Linked DNA regions of Rattus norvegicus: region 2 is linked to region 1. Evidence: chromatin contacts called from public Hi-C data. All regions are on one chromosome and are shown on one strand. The core of a region is the stretch at or near the end of the contact, and the rest is flanking DNA. Distances in the headings are between cores, read along the strand shown. Region 1 holds the start of Rab32 (RAB32, member RAS oncogene family). Region 2 holds the start of Dctn3l1 (dynactin 3-like 1).

Evidence for each region. Hi-C and Micro-C count contacts between places; a contact is called where the count stands out from the background.
Region 2: a Hi-C map of the A7r5 cell line shows a contact between it and region 1, with 2.8 times the contacts expected there. The contact joins the promoter of Dctn3l1 here to the promoter of Rab32 in region 1. A contact is called at or near these places in 2 of 12 Hi-C or Micro-C datasets (the A7r5 cell line and mammary epithelial cells).

What each region holds. Positions count from the first base shown.
Region 1 is chr1:6,778,566-6,785,962 of GRCr8, reverse strand. Rab32 (RAB32, member RAS oncogene family) reads left to right here and starts at 4,705. Exons shown (of 3, transcript NM_001108902.1): 1 at 4,705-5,091. The coding sequence starts at 4,848.
Region 2 is chr1:7,343,854-7,351,250 of GRCr8, reverse strand. It overlaps Dctn3l1 (dynactin 3-like 1), which reads left to right and starts at 3,353. Exons shown (of 1, transcript NM_001408768.1): 1 at 3,353-4,150. The coding sequence starts at 3,373. The coding sequence ends at 3,933. It overlaps Shprh (SNF2 histone linker PHD RING helicase), which reads right to left and starts at 2,093. Exons shown (of 31, transcript NM_001107470.1): 1 at 1,937-2,093.

The DNA.
Region 1 (7,397 bases), core at 3,456-5,955:
GAAATAATGAACTTCGGACTTTTAAACAGTATGGAAACTATGACAGACTATGGATGGGGACTTTTGAAGTTGGAATGAATTCAGTTTGGCATCATGACACAAGACACAAGCCTATGGGAGCCAGGAAGTGGAATGTGGTGGTTTGAATGAAAATGACTCCCTTAGGCTCATAGGGGGTGCCATTATTAGGGGGTGTGGCCCTAATGGTGTCACTGAGTATGTCAGGAAGTATGTCACTGAGGATCCCAAATATGGGATCCAAATGCACAGCTCCAAACACCTTCTCCAGCACCATGTCTGCCTGTTTGCTACAATGCTTCCCACCAACACAATAATGGACTCAACCTCTGAACTGTAAGCCAGCCTCCATTAAATGTTATACTCTTTATATGATTGGTAAGAAGAGCTATTCTTTCTTTACCTGTGTGGTCTTCCTCCCAAACTGTCATAGCTCGAATTTAAAAGTGGTGAAGTGCCTGGACATATCCAACGGAGGTGCATTCTACATTGCAGCTAGACTGCACATCTCAGAACCACCAAGGTTATTAGAAACATCCAAAGGCTGAAAAATCTGTCTGAAGTCCATAGCATCCTGAATGGGTGTAGTGGTTTGAGTAAAAATGGCCCCCAGAAGTGGCACCGTTAGGAAGTATGGCCTTGCTTGAGAAAGCATGTCACTGGGGGGGTGGGCTTTGAGGCTTCAGAAGCTCAAGCCAGGTCAAGTGACTCGCTGACTCTATGGATCCAGATGTAGAACTCTCAGGAATCTCTCTAGCGCTGTTTCAAATAATTATATAAGCACCGATTCAGTCATTGTGACTAGTGTATCACCATGAAATAATAACAACAGGGTGACTAGTGCAGAATACAAAGACTAATGTCTCCATACTATTTGTAAATTCACTAACACTAAGATTCATAAGTTTGCAAAAATAAATCATTGGCCTTAGATAACTTTACAATTATAACTGGGGAGAGCTGAGACATGGCCCAGAGCACTGGCTGTTCTTCCAGAATACCAGGGGTGAATTCTCAGCACCCTTATGACAGTTGACAGCTGTCGGTGATTACAGTCCCAGAGAATCTTTTGAGCTTTGTGGGTACCAGGTGTGTGTGCCTGTCACCATACAGGCACAAACATACAAGCAGGCAAGACATCCATACATGTAAAATATTTTAACTGGTTTCTGTACTTTCTCCATATTTTAGTAAACTTAATACTGGAAGTCCTTGGAAATAAAATAAGATAAAGGACAGGTTAAACATATAGATATTGGGCAGTAAAAGAATCAGTAAATGCACATAGGCTTGCAATGTAAACCTAAAAGTACATGCTTAGAATTACACTAATTTAATCTTAATTCATCATATACAAGTCTTTGACTTCAAAGAACATGGCCATCAGGAAGGGGTAGAGGGACAAGAGAGGTCACTAGAAGAATGGATACAAAGTACCTTATATACACATATGTATAGAATTGCTTGGGAAAAGTAACATCAATGTGTAAAATTTACAACCTCATATTATTATTGAAAGATATTAACACTTGCATTATTATAATGGTACATCATGTTTTCACTATATCAGTATGTCTAAGGATTTAGTGTTATATCAATTTTCAATTCTCCTCAAACTAATCAGTTTTACTCACTCTAGTTCTGACAAGTTGCCTAGCAGTGTGTCTGCAGAATTTGACATTAGAAACCAGAATGTTAAAGGCAATTTTGAAGGATTGTAGACTGTTCCCAGAAACATGAACACACGCATGCACATGCGCAAACATGCCTGTACATACACATACAAACACAGAGTATAGAAGAAAGAGGTGTGGTTTAGAAGAAACTATATAACAAAGATACAGTAGCCACATAAAGATTGGTACAAGTCTGACACATAAGCCGATAGAGGAAGAGGTGGCCCAGAAACAGACCCGTTCTTATGAGAACCTGTGAACTAAGACAGGGTGGGCAGCCTAGAGCACAGGAAACTTTTCTATTATGACCCCAAACTGGCTGATTTTTAATGTGAGCATCAAGAAAAACATATTTGAAACTTATTTCCAATGTTTGTCTCAAGAATATCATGCTGATTACTAAAGTAATCCAATGATCACTAAATAGTATTTTTTATAAAGTGTATATGCAAAAAAAGTATCAGCATGTTTGAAAATTGCTTCCCTGGGACTCACTCCAACATGGAGTCCTTGAGACCAAAACTTTGTCCAATCTGTTTATCTTTCTAACTCAAGTGTCTGAAAACACTTCTTGACACAACTGTAAGCTTTTGAATCTATAAACTAACATATATGTCTACCAGGAGTGACAAGGTAAACCTTTTAACTAGCATATAAACAATGGAGAGTTTGATTGGAACAGCTTGAGATGGCTCAACTGTAGGCAATAGATTCCAAATGAAAGAGAAAGAAAACACAGAAGGGAAAGCTATGAGGAAAGGCTGGGCTATGAACCTAGAACTTGAGAGGCTAAAGTAACAAGATCTCAAATTCAAGTTATGGAGTAAGACCCTCTTTTCAAAAACACAAAAGAAACTTATGTGAGAACATCGAGTGAAGCCACTTTTAAATGTAGCAAATGGAAATTTTATTTGTATTATTTTCTTTGTTATGAATGAGAACAAAAACTATTTCCCCTTTATCTTAGTTAGGGTTTCCATTGCTGTAAAAAGATACCATGACCAAGGCAACGCTCATAAAAGACAATGTTTAATTGGGGCTGGCTTACTTGTTCTGAGGTTCAGTCCATCATCATCATGGTGGGAAGCTTCGAGGAAGGTATGGCACTAGTGGGAGGAGCTGAGAGTTCTATATCTTGTTACTAAGGCAAACAGGAGACTGGCTTCCAGGTAGCTAGGAGGAGACTAAGCCACTCCCATAGCGACACACTTCCTCCAACAAGGCCACATGTACTCCAATAAGGCTACACCTCCTAATAGTGCCACTCACTCCAATTGTCATGCATCTTCAAACCAACACACCCCATAAAACCAGTCCAGAATTAGAAGATCTCTCCACTCCTCCTTTCTATGTTGCAACCATCTGCAACTCAGATACTGTTCACTGCTTATATTACTTGCAATTACGAAAATCTTCATTCTTAAGTCATGAATGTGCCTCAAGCTCATCATGCTTTGTTCGCCAGATGCAGATTCCAGGGTTTTTCCCTCTAAAAGATAAAACAGAAAGTTTGAGTTCCTTAGAAAACAGGCTTTCTGGTTGAGTCAGCCAGACACAGAAATGACTGAACTCTAAACCAAAGTATGGTCTTGGAATTGACAGCCCCTGGGACTCTGTTAGAAGAACAACAATACCAACCAACCAGACCCCCCCAAAAAAGCTCCCCTTCCAGGGACTAAACCCCCATCCAAAGAATACACAGGAACAGACCCATGGTTTCAGCCATGCACATGTAGCAGAGGATGGCATCGTCTGGCATCGATAGAAGGAGAAGCCCTTGGTCCTCTGAAGGCTCAAGGCCCCAGAGTAAGGAAATGTCAGGGCACCGATGTGGGAATGGGTGGGTGGGAGGGGGAGCATCTTCATACAAGCAGGGGGAGGGGGGATGAGAAAGGGGTGAACTGGGAAAGGGGATAACATTTGAAATGTAAATACAAAAAATATCCAATGAAAAAAGAAATTTTGGATCTTGGCAAATGACAATACTACAGGCGTAGCGAGAGATAGTAAGATGTTGATCCCCCAAAATGTAAATAGAGGTGCTACGTGATCAAGAAATTTCACTCCTAGGTACTCATGCAAAAGGAGAAAAAAATCAAGCTGGATGTGTGGATGTATGGGTGTTGGAGTGTGTGTACCACTTGCAGCAGGAGAAGTTGATAGAGGAGATCCAACAATACCCCATAGAACACGTGGTATTTCTCACTTATAAATAAATTTCTCACTTATAAATTCATACTGTTATGAATTTAGCCGTGCAGTCGCCTCCCTGGAGAAGTTGATTTCATTTATTTAGGGCATATCCTCAAGTACGTATTTCTGGCTCACCTGTTGGCACTGAGCTTAACAATGGATATTGGAAATCATGCCAAAGCTGAAGCCGAAACAGACTGATGGACGTTCACTAGCTAGAAATTTCTCTGGCCACCAAAGCAAAACGAAGAAAGAAGTCTATGGGCTTGGAGTAAATATATGTAAGCCACACATCCAAACATTTAGGAGTTCGCATTTTTGGACACCGAACAAACAGAACCGTCAAACGCGCGATTATCAAATAGGCAAGACTATCTGAAGGAACATTCTTCTAAAGAGAATATAAAAATGGACAACGTGTGTATAACAAAAGAACTTGACATCACTAACCATCAAGGAAGTGTCAATCAAAACTCCATGTTTATTAGGATAGCTATTACCGAAACAGCGGGAGATATTGTGTTGGCTAAGGGTGTGGAGAAAAGAGAATGCTTGCACAGCATTGCAGACGATGGAAATTCCGGTCATTATGGAAAAAAGCATGCAACTTCCTCTAACACATTAAAACTTGATTTGTCATAGGACCCAGCTTTAGTCCTTTGCAAGTTCTGTCATCTGACAGACATCTAGACATCGAGGACCTTGGCTCAGCCGGAGCACTGACCTCCCGCTGCCCTTGTCTAAGGCCAGCAGGGGGTGCTGTGGACCGCGCAGAGTCGCACGAGAAAAGGAAGTGGCCGGACCAGGCTCGCCCCGTGTAGGGTGCACCCAGACTGTCCTGGGCCAGAAGCGCGCAGTAGGTTCCGGGTCCCGTGACTCGCATGACTGCATCGCCGGGTGCGCGGACCGAGGATCTGCCCTGTCCCCCTTGAGAGAGAAGTTCCCACGGCCGTGGCGCCCATGGCGGGCGAGAGACTCGGGCAACAGGGCGAAACGGCCACTGCGGTTCCGGAGACCCGAGAGCACCTCTTTAAGGTGCTGGTCATCGGCGAGCTCGGCGTGGGCAAGACAAGCATCATCAAGCGCTATGTGCACCAGCTCTTCTCCCAGAACTACCGCGCCACCATTGGCGTGGACTTCGCCCTCAAAGTCCTCAACTGGGACAGCAGGACGCTCGTGCGCTTGCAGCTGTGGGACATCGCTGGTAAGAGGGCAGTGTCCCAATATCACCAGACTCTCACTTCTCTCTGCCTCCCGGTTCTTGTCTGTCCTTGTCTCTGCCTGAGCTCTCAGCAGTTGCGCTTTTAAAAGTGGGCAAATAGAACAGGAGATGAGGGACACCTGGAGGAGCTTAAAGCGTCCTGAAAAGTTGACTTTCGGAGGCCTCTCTCTTACTGTACTTTTTAGTGACTAAAGGGCGTGCCTGAAGTTCCACTACCAGTTAGTGCAGCGGCTTTCAATCTTTGGGCCCCGACCTCATTTGCAAGGGTAGCCTATGATCTTAGGAGAGCACATATTTACATTATGATTCATAACAGTAGCAAAATTATAGTTATGAAATAGCAACGGAAATAATTTTATCACCACATACATGAGGAACTGTGTTAAAGGATGTCAGCTTTAAGAACCACTGCCTTAGTGGTACAACTAAAACCAACAAAGCCCCTTTACTTTTCAACCCTGCCCCGCCCCAACTTGACTTGGGTCTGTGCCTCTCTGAAGTAAGGGCTTTCTCTTTCCGGAGCCAAACTTATAATTTACTAAAAGGGTTTGGAGCTGTGGGTGAGTAAAACTTGGAACCTAGCCAAGCCTTTGTGAGGGGTAACTCCATTCCTCAAATTCCTCTCACTTGGGAGGCCTGGTGACCCTGGGGAAGGGTTGGGAAAGTTCTGAAACTTTCCCGATGCCTTCCCCTCACTAAGCCAATACTTAATGCCTTCTCGTGGGTACCTCCCTATCCCACAAATGCTGAATTGTTTTCTTTTGCTTTCAATTATTGCTCTGGAATGTAAGAACCATTGTCTTCGAGGGCTGATTTATGAATCCCCTGAATTCTAGCAGGTGTGGTAGGTGCCCATATGGGCGTTCAAGGAAAGGTGAACTTTAGTGAAGTTTAATAGAAGTGGCAAGCAGCAAAGGTTAACCTGCTCAATCACTGGGAACGGTCAGGAGCTCCGTCTGCCAAGCGTTTGAATGGGAGCTTGTTTAAGGCGGAGAACACCTTATGGTCCTTTCCACAGGGAGCATACCCCAAAGCCCCAGAGGGGTGTGGTTACACTACAGCTGGCAGTAGCCTAGAGGGACAGTGATTTCTGCCTGCCAGTTAGTAAGTGCTGTGTTCTTTTATAGTCACTCCACTGAGGAAGTGTTAAAGAATTTATAAACCTTATACTCGTTTGCCTAAGAGCAGAGTCTAACATGGGTAAGAAGAATGGATTTATGCATATCATTTATCAATTTCTCAAAGTTATTTCGCCTTCGGTTCAGCTTGTTTGATTTTTTTTTTGCCTCCTGCAACAACTAAGAATGTATTTCAAGTGTCACCCTTTAAAGGCAGAGGCTTCGTTGGCAACACTCGCTCCTACTGCCCAGAAAACTGGTGGGCATTCTGTTGCTTCTTGACATTGTCTCACATCCTGAAGGTTGCCTTACTGTGTGACCCTCACCAATGAGGATATCCTGTGCATCTCTTTCACAGAGGTGATTTGGAATCCCTGCTTGGAATGGCAGTTCAGTTTCTTCTATTATGTGCAAATTAGTAGGATATGAGCTATGTTAAATTATGTTTGGAGAGTTGAGGAAACAAAATCAGGGGTCCAGGGTGGTGATGGCCCCTGCTTTTAGCCCCAGAATTTGGGAGGCAGAAGCTGTTAGATCTCTGAGTTTGAGGTTAGCCTGGTCTACATAATGAGTTACAGGATAGCCAGGGCTATACAGAGAAACCCTGTTTCAAAAAATCTGAAAAGCAACCACCTCTTCTTTCTGTATATCACTTCTGCTCTTTGTATACCAACCCCACTGTTGAAACTACCAGGATGAGCCACTCCACCCAACTTCATCCTCGTTGAAAAGACACCGTAGCCTGGAGGGAGACAGAGCCCATTTGTCTGCTGTAATAACACATCCTTGTACCTTTGCCAAAATCTGACGTCTGAGCATTACTGGAAAGGAGAGAAACGTTTTACAGTCTGCAAACTGGATCTCTGGTGTTAGGTGTTGCTTTTTGACCAACAGGAACTCTTGTAGCATTTAGCAAATACAAAACTCCAAACAACAGAACCAGAGGAAAACTTAGGACATAACTAGACTATTAGGCTTTTCTCAGAGAGTCTGAATTTGAGGCAAGATGTCTTAATATGCAGGTATCAAGAGACACAAATAACTTGGGTTTGGGGTTGGAATTTGCAGAACTACACATGGCCTTGACTCTGCTTGATTTGAACTTTTGAGGGACTAGTGAATCCTTCTTAGCTCATACCATTTGAATGAGGGAGAAGTTGGGTAAAGAGC
Region 2 (7,397 bases), core at 2,104-4,603, 570 kb before region 1:
AATACAGTTGCAAATCCAGACTCCAGAACAATCAACACAACATACATCTGCTGTGAAGGTTACCAACTCAGAGATGATAACATTTGATATTTTCAAACAAAAACATTAACATTGCAATATTCAGGCTTACAGCCCAAACGTGCACAAACCCTAGGTTGGGCCTCACTCCTCTACTGGATATTTTCTAGGACTCTCACACACAAGACTATGACTTCCATTCGCAGTCAAAAATACCCTTATTTCCTGCATCACATCCTAATCTGGCTCTTTCCCTTAACAATAACCCTGCGACATTAGGCACATTCCTTAGCAGCCCTAACACAGAACTTGAAGGCTGTTATACAACGTGAACTCTTCAGAATGGTAAGAAGACCTAGGTCAAACAGTAGCTGCTGTGCTCTGGCCAGAAAAGCTCCTGACAGATTACAAGACAGAAGTGATCCCTGGCTGGCGATGCTGTTTTGGGAGTTTCTAGAAACTTGAGATGGAGCCTAGGTGTAGGGAGTTGGATGCTGGTTGCTGAGCCTGGAGGACCAGCCTTGTTTCCTATCCTGTCTGTTTTCCTACCTACCCAAGTGTGTGCAAGCTGCTGTAACAAGAGGCATTCTCACCCCACTGTGTCTTCCCCATCAGAATAGACCGTTTCCTCAACTCCCGGGGGAGAAAACTTTAGCAGGTAAGAAACACATGTATCAAATGTTGTAACAGTTTCACTCATGTTTAGTAGAACATTTTAGTTAACAGACAATCCCATTAAAGGAAACAAATTATAATACTACACTCCATGGCCAACAACTAGGAGGACAAACATCTCACAAACCACCACTGCTTAATTCCAAGGAACTTTACAATCCCAAAACATTAACAAAACTTCCCTTCATCTTATACAGTTCAAAATCCCTTGGAAATATCTTCTTTTTCAAAGAGAAAAAGGGGGGGGGGCATACACACAGTGGTTTTACAGATTAAGAGATAACAAGTTGACCCAGGGAGTGGCACATACATAGGTTTGGGCCAGTTGGAATAGGTGTGTTACTGTGAGTGTGGGCTTTAAGACCCTCCTCCTAGCTGCCTGCCAGTCAGTATTCTGCTAGCAGCCTTCAGATGAAGATGTAGAACTCTCAGCTCCTCCTGCACCATGCCTGCCTGGATGCTGCCACGCTCCCGCCTTGATGATAATGGACTGAACCTCTCTAAGCCTGTAAGCCAGCCCCAATTAAATGTTGTCCTTTATAGGACTTGCCTTGGTCATGGTGTCTGTTCACAGCAGGGAGACCCTAACTAAGACAAAGAGTAAGAGGGACAGCTTAGACAAAGAATAAAGTGCTGATAGAATCCTGGGTCCTGGTGACAAAGAAAAACATGTGGGAAAAAAACAAAGACTTCCCATGATAAATTCAAGCCATGTGGATTAAAGGGCACCACGTTTAAATGCCACGTCTTTAACAATACTGGATCTCTGACAAGTTACCTTAACCGTAAACCATCTTCATTCACCAACCTAGCGCTACTTGCAGCGTCAGAGTGCACACAATGCACGGGAGCCAGGGCGGTTCGGAAGGCGAATGTAATGAATGTGTCCCCGAAGGTACCTGAGAACTTGCCAGCCTAACAGTCTCTGCATCCCTCTCAGCTACCTGCATTCCCCCGTACCACCAGCCTGGGCACAGTGCGGGGCACGTCGAAGGCACAGGAAGCCCCCCCTAAGTTATCCTCGAGAAAGGTGCCATCTCCCAGAGAGAAAGCTCGTGACAGGGCCTCACAGCACGCGAGCGTGGGCAGCAAGCACCGGTCCCACGCAGGAAGGGCTCGGCCCACGACCGGGCTGAGGCCGAGTCGCGGGGCCTCGCAGGGCCGATCGCTCCCGACACTGGAGCATCGCAGGAGCCCTCGGGGTTTCTTTGAGGCTCCAGACCCCGTACCCACCCTGACCTACCTCAACCGCTATACGAGCACCAGTCGCGAGGACCGGCCCTCCTCGGAGCCTGCAGATCCCGGGCGGACAGTCGCTTCACACACCTGCCGGAGTTGCGCACGCGCGCTGCACTCTGGGTGGAGTTGCGCGCCCGGGGCCGGAAGCCACAGCACCAGCTGAGGAGGACAGCGGGAGCGCCCGCTCCACGCGCAGGACCGGACGGGACACCCCGCCCCTCTCTCCCGCGGTGGCTTCAAAAAGTGCTTCTGCGCATGTCTGGTCACTGTGGCTCCGGCGAAAAGACCGTTGAAGTCTCGCGGTGGTTTGTGCTTCCCTCTTTTCCCCGCCTCCTCAGGGAGAAGCAAACCTGGGATGGGCGGGGCTCGAAAGAGGGGGCGGGACTCCTGGCCAGAAAGGGTGGGACTCTACACCAGGGTGGTAGGGATGATGTGAGTTGTGGTTTTAATAAAAAGGCAGAAACCAACTTACATAAAACGGGATTCACGATGCGGAGCAATTATAATACCCAAACAAATATACGGCTGATCCACTAAACCAAAAGAATTAGGTTTAGCAAGGAAAAAAAATGCAGAGGAGATGTCTCCAAGAGGACCTCAGAGAAGTGAGGTCAAAGAGAAACTTATTCTTGCCAAAAAAAAAAAAAAAATTAAGTGTTTTAAGAGAAAGAAGTTATACAGCTATGCTGAAGCTGGCCTCCCAGTATCTTTCCGAAGGGAGAATGCTCTCTTCAGTAGACATAAACAAAATCCTTTCGTCTGAGGATTTCAACAGTGTGTTTACCAAGCGCTTTGTATCTCCTTCAAAATTTTTCTCTGTGGAGTAATGTTTTGTTTCTTAATTTTGTAATCACCAGAGCTAATACCAGGGGAGGGAGAGGTTCGCTTGTTATTTGACTTTCTGGAAATCCCTTGTTGGGAGACACCTGCTTATGAAAATACTGAGTCTTACCACCCAGTAGATGATAAATAATCTAATGTCAGTCCGGACAAGAGAATCAACTTACTGGAAACACCCAGATCTTAAAAGTGAATCCTCAGTGTTCATATATCTCAACTACCTTGTTTTGAAACAATACAAGTGTGTCCTATGGTGTCTAAGCTAGGTTTGGATCCAGTCCATAATGATAAATAATGCAATAAAGAAAAAAATCTTAAATTTTCTCGTTTCCCAACAGATGTAAAAAGTTGTTGTTTACTTTGTGCTGTGGTCCAGTGAGTATACAACATGTCTAAACAGAGTATAAATATCAAAATATTTAAATATTTTGTTGCTAAAAATGGTAATGACTGTCTGAACTCTCAAAACATTACCTTTCTCCTGATATAGGATTTGCTTAGAAACTGATGGCCACTAAGTCAAGTTTATGGCTGGTAGAGGAGGAAGCATTTATAGCAACTTATTAAAATTAGAAACAAGGCGGCCAGGCTGCAGAAACGATGGCGGCTCTGACCGATGTGCAGCGGCTACAGTCCCGAGTGGAGGAGCTGGAGCGCTGGGTGTATGGGCCAGGCGGGACCCGAGGCTCTAGGAAGGTAGCTGATGGTCTAGTCAAGGTGCAGGTGGCTTTAGGGAACATTGCCAGTAAGAGGGAGAGGGTGAAGATTCTCTACAAAAAGATTGAAGTCCTGATCAAATACCTGGATCCTGAGTACATTGATCGCATTGCTATACCTGAGGCCTCGAAGTTGCAGTTCATCTTGGCAGAGGAACAGTTCATCCTCTCCCAGGTGGCGCTCTTGGAACAAGTGAACACCTTGGTGCCGGTGCTGGACAGCGCTTCTATCAAAGCCGTTCCTGAGCATGCTGCCCGCCTGCAGCGCTTGGCGCAGATCCACATCCAACAGCAGGACCAGTGTGTGGAGATCACTGAGGAGTCCAAGGCTCTCCTGGAGGAGTATAACAAGACTACAATGCTTCTCTCCAAGCAGCTTGTGCAGTGGGACGAGCTACTCTGCCAGCTAGAGGCTGCCAAGCAAGTGAAGCCAGCAGCAGAATGACAGCTGCTCCCCATGTCCCCACCAGGGGAGGTAGGCAGGCCCTCCACCAACCTGACTTTATAAGGCAGAGACAGCTTTGCCTCTGAATTCAAATACTACCTGTCTGTGTTCAACTGGGGGCTCTGAGGTCAGAGGTCAGGTTTACCTTAGAGTCATGGTCTGTACTCCCTGTCAAACGTATTTATTCCAGTGACAATAAACCACAGAGACCCCTAAAAAAAAAAGGAACAAGTTCTGGATCGAAAAGAAAGAGAGCACCACTCTATCCTACAAGGCTGAGACACTCGGCATGCTCATAATCTGAACTCAGGTCTCCTGCAAGAGAAGAGTGATCTCTTGACTCAGCTCTCTCTCTCTCTCTCTCTCTCTCTCTCTCTCTCTCTCTCTCTCTCCCTCCCTCCCTCCCTCCCTCCTATCTCTCTCTTTCTCTCTCTCTCTCTCTCTCTCTCTCTCTCTCTCTCTCTCTCTCCCTCTCTCTCTCTGGCAGCCTAGAATAATGTATTTCCTAAATAATGAGACTTAAAAGCCAAAATGACTCCTTTCTCCATGAGCCTGAAAAGCATATCAATCTCATCAGACATCTGCACTGAAGCTTTGAGGGTAACTATGTACATTAACAATGAGAAGCAGTAGTTGGAAAATCATATTTTTTTAAAAACAATTTTGAGCAGTGTATCTCAACAATGAGCTTAAAATATCCAATGAAAACATTTATTAAGCAGATAATCTACCATCAAGGGGGAGGGAGAGTTAACACACTTGTTAAGAGCTACAGGACATTTAGAGAAATCCATTAGTATTTAGCTCCAACCTAAATTCACCAGCTGAATTATCCCCCCAAAGAAAGCCACCCCCATGATTAAAGTTTGAAGCCACTCACTGATTTCCCTTTACCTACAAAAGTCCTGTATAGCATGTTCTTCCACAAGGGGTCTGCTTGGTCAGCCTTCCCGCCCCGTCGATAGTCTTAACTATAATTCTCCTGATAAAGCTTTACAGTTCCTTCTCTATCACTTGTTGTTTCAGTTTAAATGTTATGTTATAAGGATGCTCCCCTCTCCCCCACCCCCTTTAAGCCACATGAATAAACCCTCTGCAAGCTTCAAATCCCATGTCTCCCCACCTTTCCATAGCAGAAATGAGTCAGGACCTTGCTTTGCATTAGGCTTTGGCATATGACAACTTAACTGGTTTGATCTTCATCAGATTTCGGTCTCAGTAAGAACTTCTCTCTATTACCTTTCTTGTGTTTCCTGAGATTAAATTTCTTTTGCAGTTTTTTGTGATCAAAGTTCCCACTTACTTTCATTCAAGAATTTTTTCCTTCACACTCATAGTTTGTTGCAAGTGGCCTGCCTGGCTTTCACCCTATCACAAGTTAAACTTGATTATTGCTACCTTTTTGAACGGAACTAACGGGCCTGTGACATGATTTCTTGATATCCTAATGTCAAGACCACTCCTTCAAATAATGAAGTGTGGAGGTGGAGAGACGGGGAGACATCTGGTTGTCGCTGCAGTCAGAGCACATACTTACATTAAAGTCGCTATTAGTGACATTAAAAGATCACCACACATAGACAAGTGGTGGTAATAAGGTTTGAAATAGCGTGAGAATGACCAACGTTTGGATTTGACTCAGATATGAAGTATGCTGTTGGGGGAAATGTCAGCAGTAGGCTTGACGAATGCAAGGCTGCCATAAATCGTCCATTTGTGACGTAATACCACGGTAGGGCAGTGAGCTGAGCTGGGCCTGTCAATGTGAAGGCGGTTAGACCGCTTGTTCCCTTATTTCTTCTCAATGGCTGAAGTAACGACACACCTATTTCCATTTCAGGACACCAAGACGTTTCCATTCTCATGGCAGTCCTAACTCGAGACTTCTTCTTCTTTTTTTGTTTTTCCAAATGAATGATTTGAGTTGTTCTCAAAGAGAAAGGCTCAATCTTTGAGAATAAGACTCTTTGAAAGGAAGTTATGTAAGGCAGCACAGTTTGATCTCCCTATGGGCTATGAATACAATGGCCTCAGGTATCTGGACAGCTTTTGATTCTTCAAAGACCTCTCCTGTTGATTTTTCTGCAAAGTTCCCAGCAATGTGAACTATCATTCAATTTGCACTGCACCGAAGAACCTTGTAAGATTCAAATAATAGACTGGTTTATCCAGAGCTTTTAGACTAGACCAGATAAGCTTTTAGAAGGTTGTTCTCAACCTTCCTAATGCTGCTTTACATTACAGTTCCTAAATACAGTTCCTTACGTTCTGGTGATGCCCCCATCATAAAAGCATTTCATTGCTACTTCCTAACTGTAGCTTTGCTACTCCAGTGAGTAGCAATGTAAATTCCTGATATGCAGAGTAATGCTGAACCACTTCTTGTTTCTCAGCAGAGAGAACGTGAGCAAAATTTATTCCACATTCTCTCCTTTATTTCTTCTTTAGGATTATAGTAGGCAGATGCCCGACATGATGGACAGTTGCCAACGAAGGTTCCTTGTTTCTAGTTCTCTTCCTAACCACCTGTCTTAGAATTGCTTTTTGTTTTTCAGATAAAATGAAAGTTTTAGGGTCAGTGTCATCATCTCAGAGTGAATTATGATAATCCAAGCTCACCGAAAAACTGTAGAGAGGGTTAGCAGAGTGTGATGAGATCTGCTCTTCTAAAATTGACGCCTGCAGGGGTCATGGGTTCTGTCACAAAGACTGGTATGAGGTCATTCAGAGAATGACAATGATATCAAAGGTTTCCTATGCTTCTAATACTGTTAAGAGGTATGTGACCTAAATCTTCATATTCAAAGTTTCAGTTTTTCCTCAGGATAAGCCTATATAGGTTTAAGTTTTAACTCTTGAGCTTTTTTTTTTTTTCTTGGTGACCTGTAGGTCACATTTATTTCAAAGTCCACATTTTCGGGCCCCCCTCCCCCAATCTCCCTGCTGCAGGTTCAACCAGAAAACCAAGACTTAAGCTGTGTGTTTGTTCTGCTTGTCATCGTTGGTAAAAACAATTTTTATCATTTGCACTTAAAATGCCGCCTTTGTACACAAATTCGTGGCACATAAGTTGTTGGTTTTATTAGTTTGGGGTCTAAAAGGCAATGCTTTAAATTAGGTAAAAGTAGAGAGAAGGTTGAAGGGGAGTTTGTTGTGTAAGAAAAGAATGTAAGGAAAGGGAGATTATAGTCAGTGTTTTTTGGTGGCGTAAAATGAATCATGCACCGCCCACCCAGTCACACATTTCTAGTCTTCATGTCCAACCATTTTCTCCACTATGGTGGTTTGAATATGCTTGGTCTGTGGGACACGCTACCATTAGGGGGTGTGGCCTTGTTGGAGGAAGTGCATCACTGTGAGGGATGGGATTGAGGGCTCCTCCTGCTCAAACTCCACCCCCTGCAGGGCACAATCTCTGATGGCTGCCTTCCAATTACGATGTGGAACTCTCAGCTCCTTCTCCA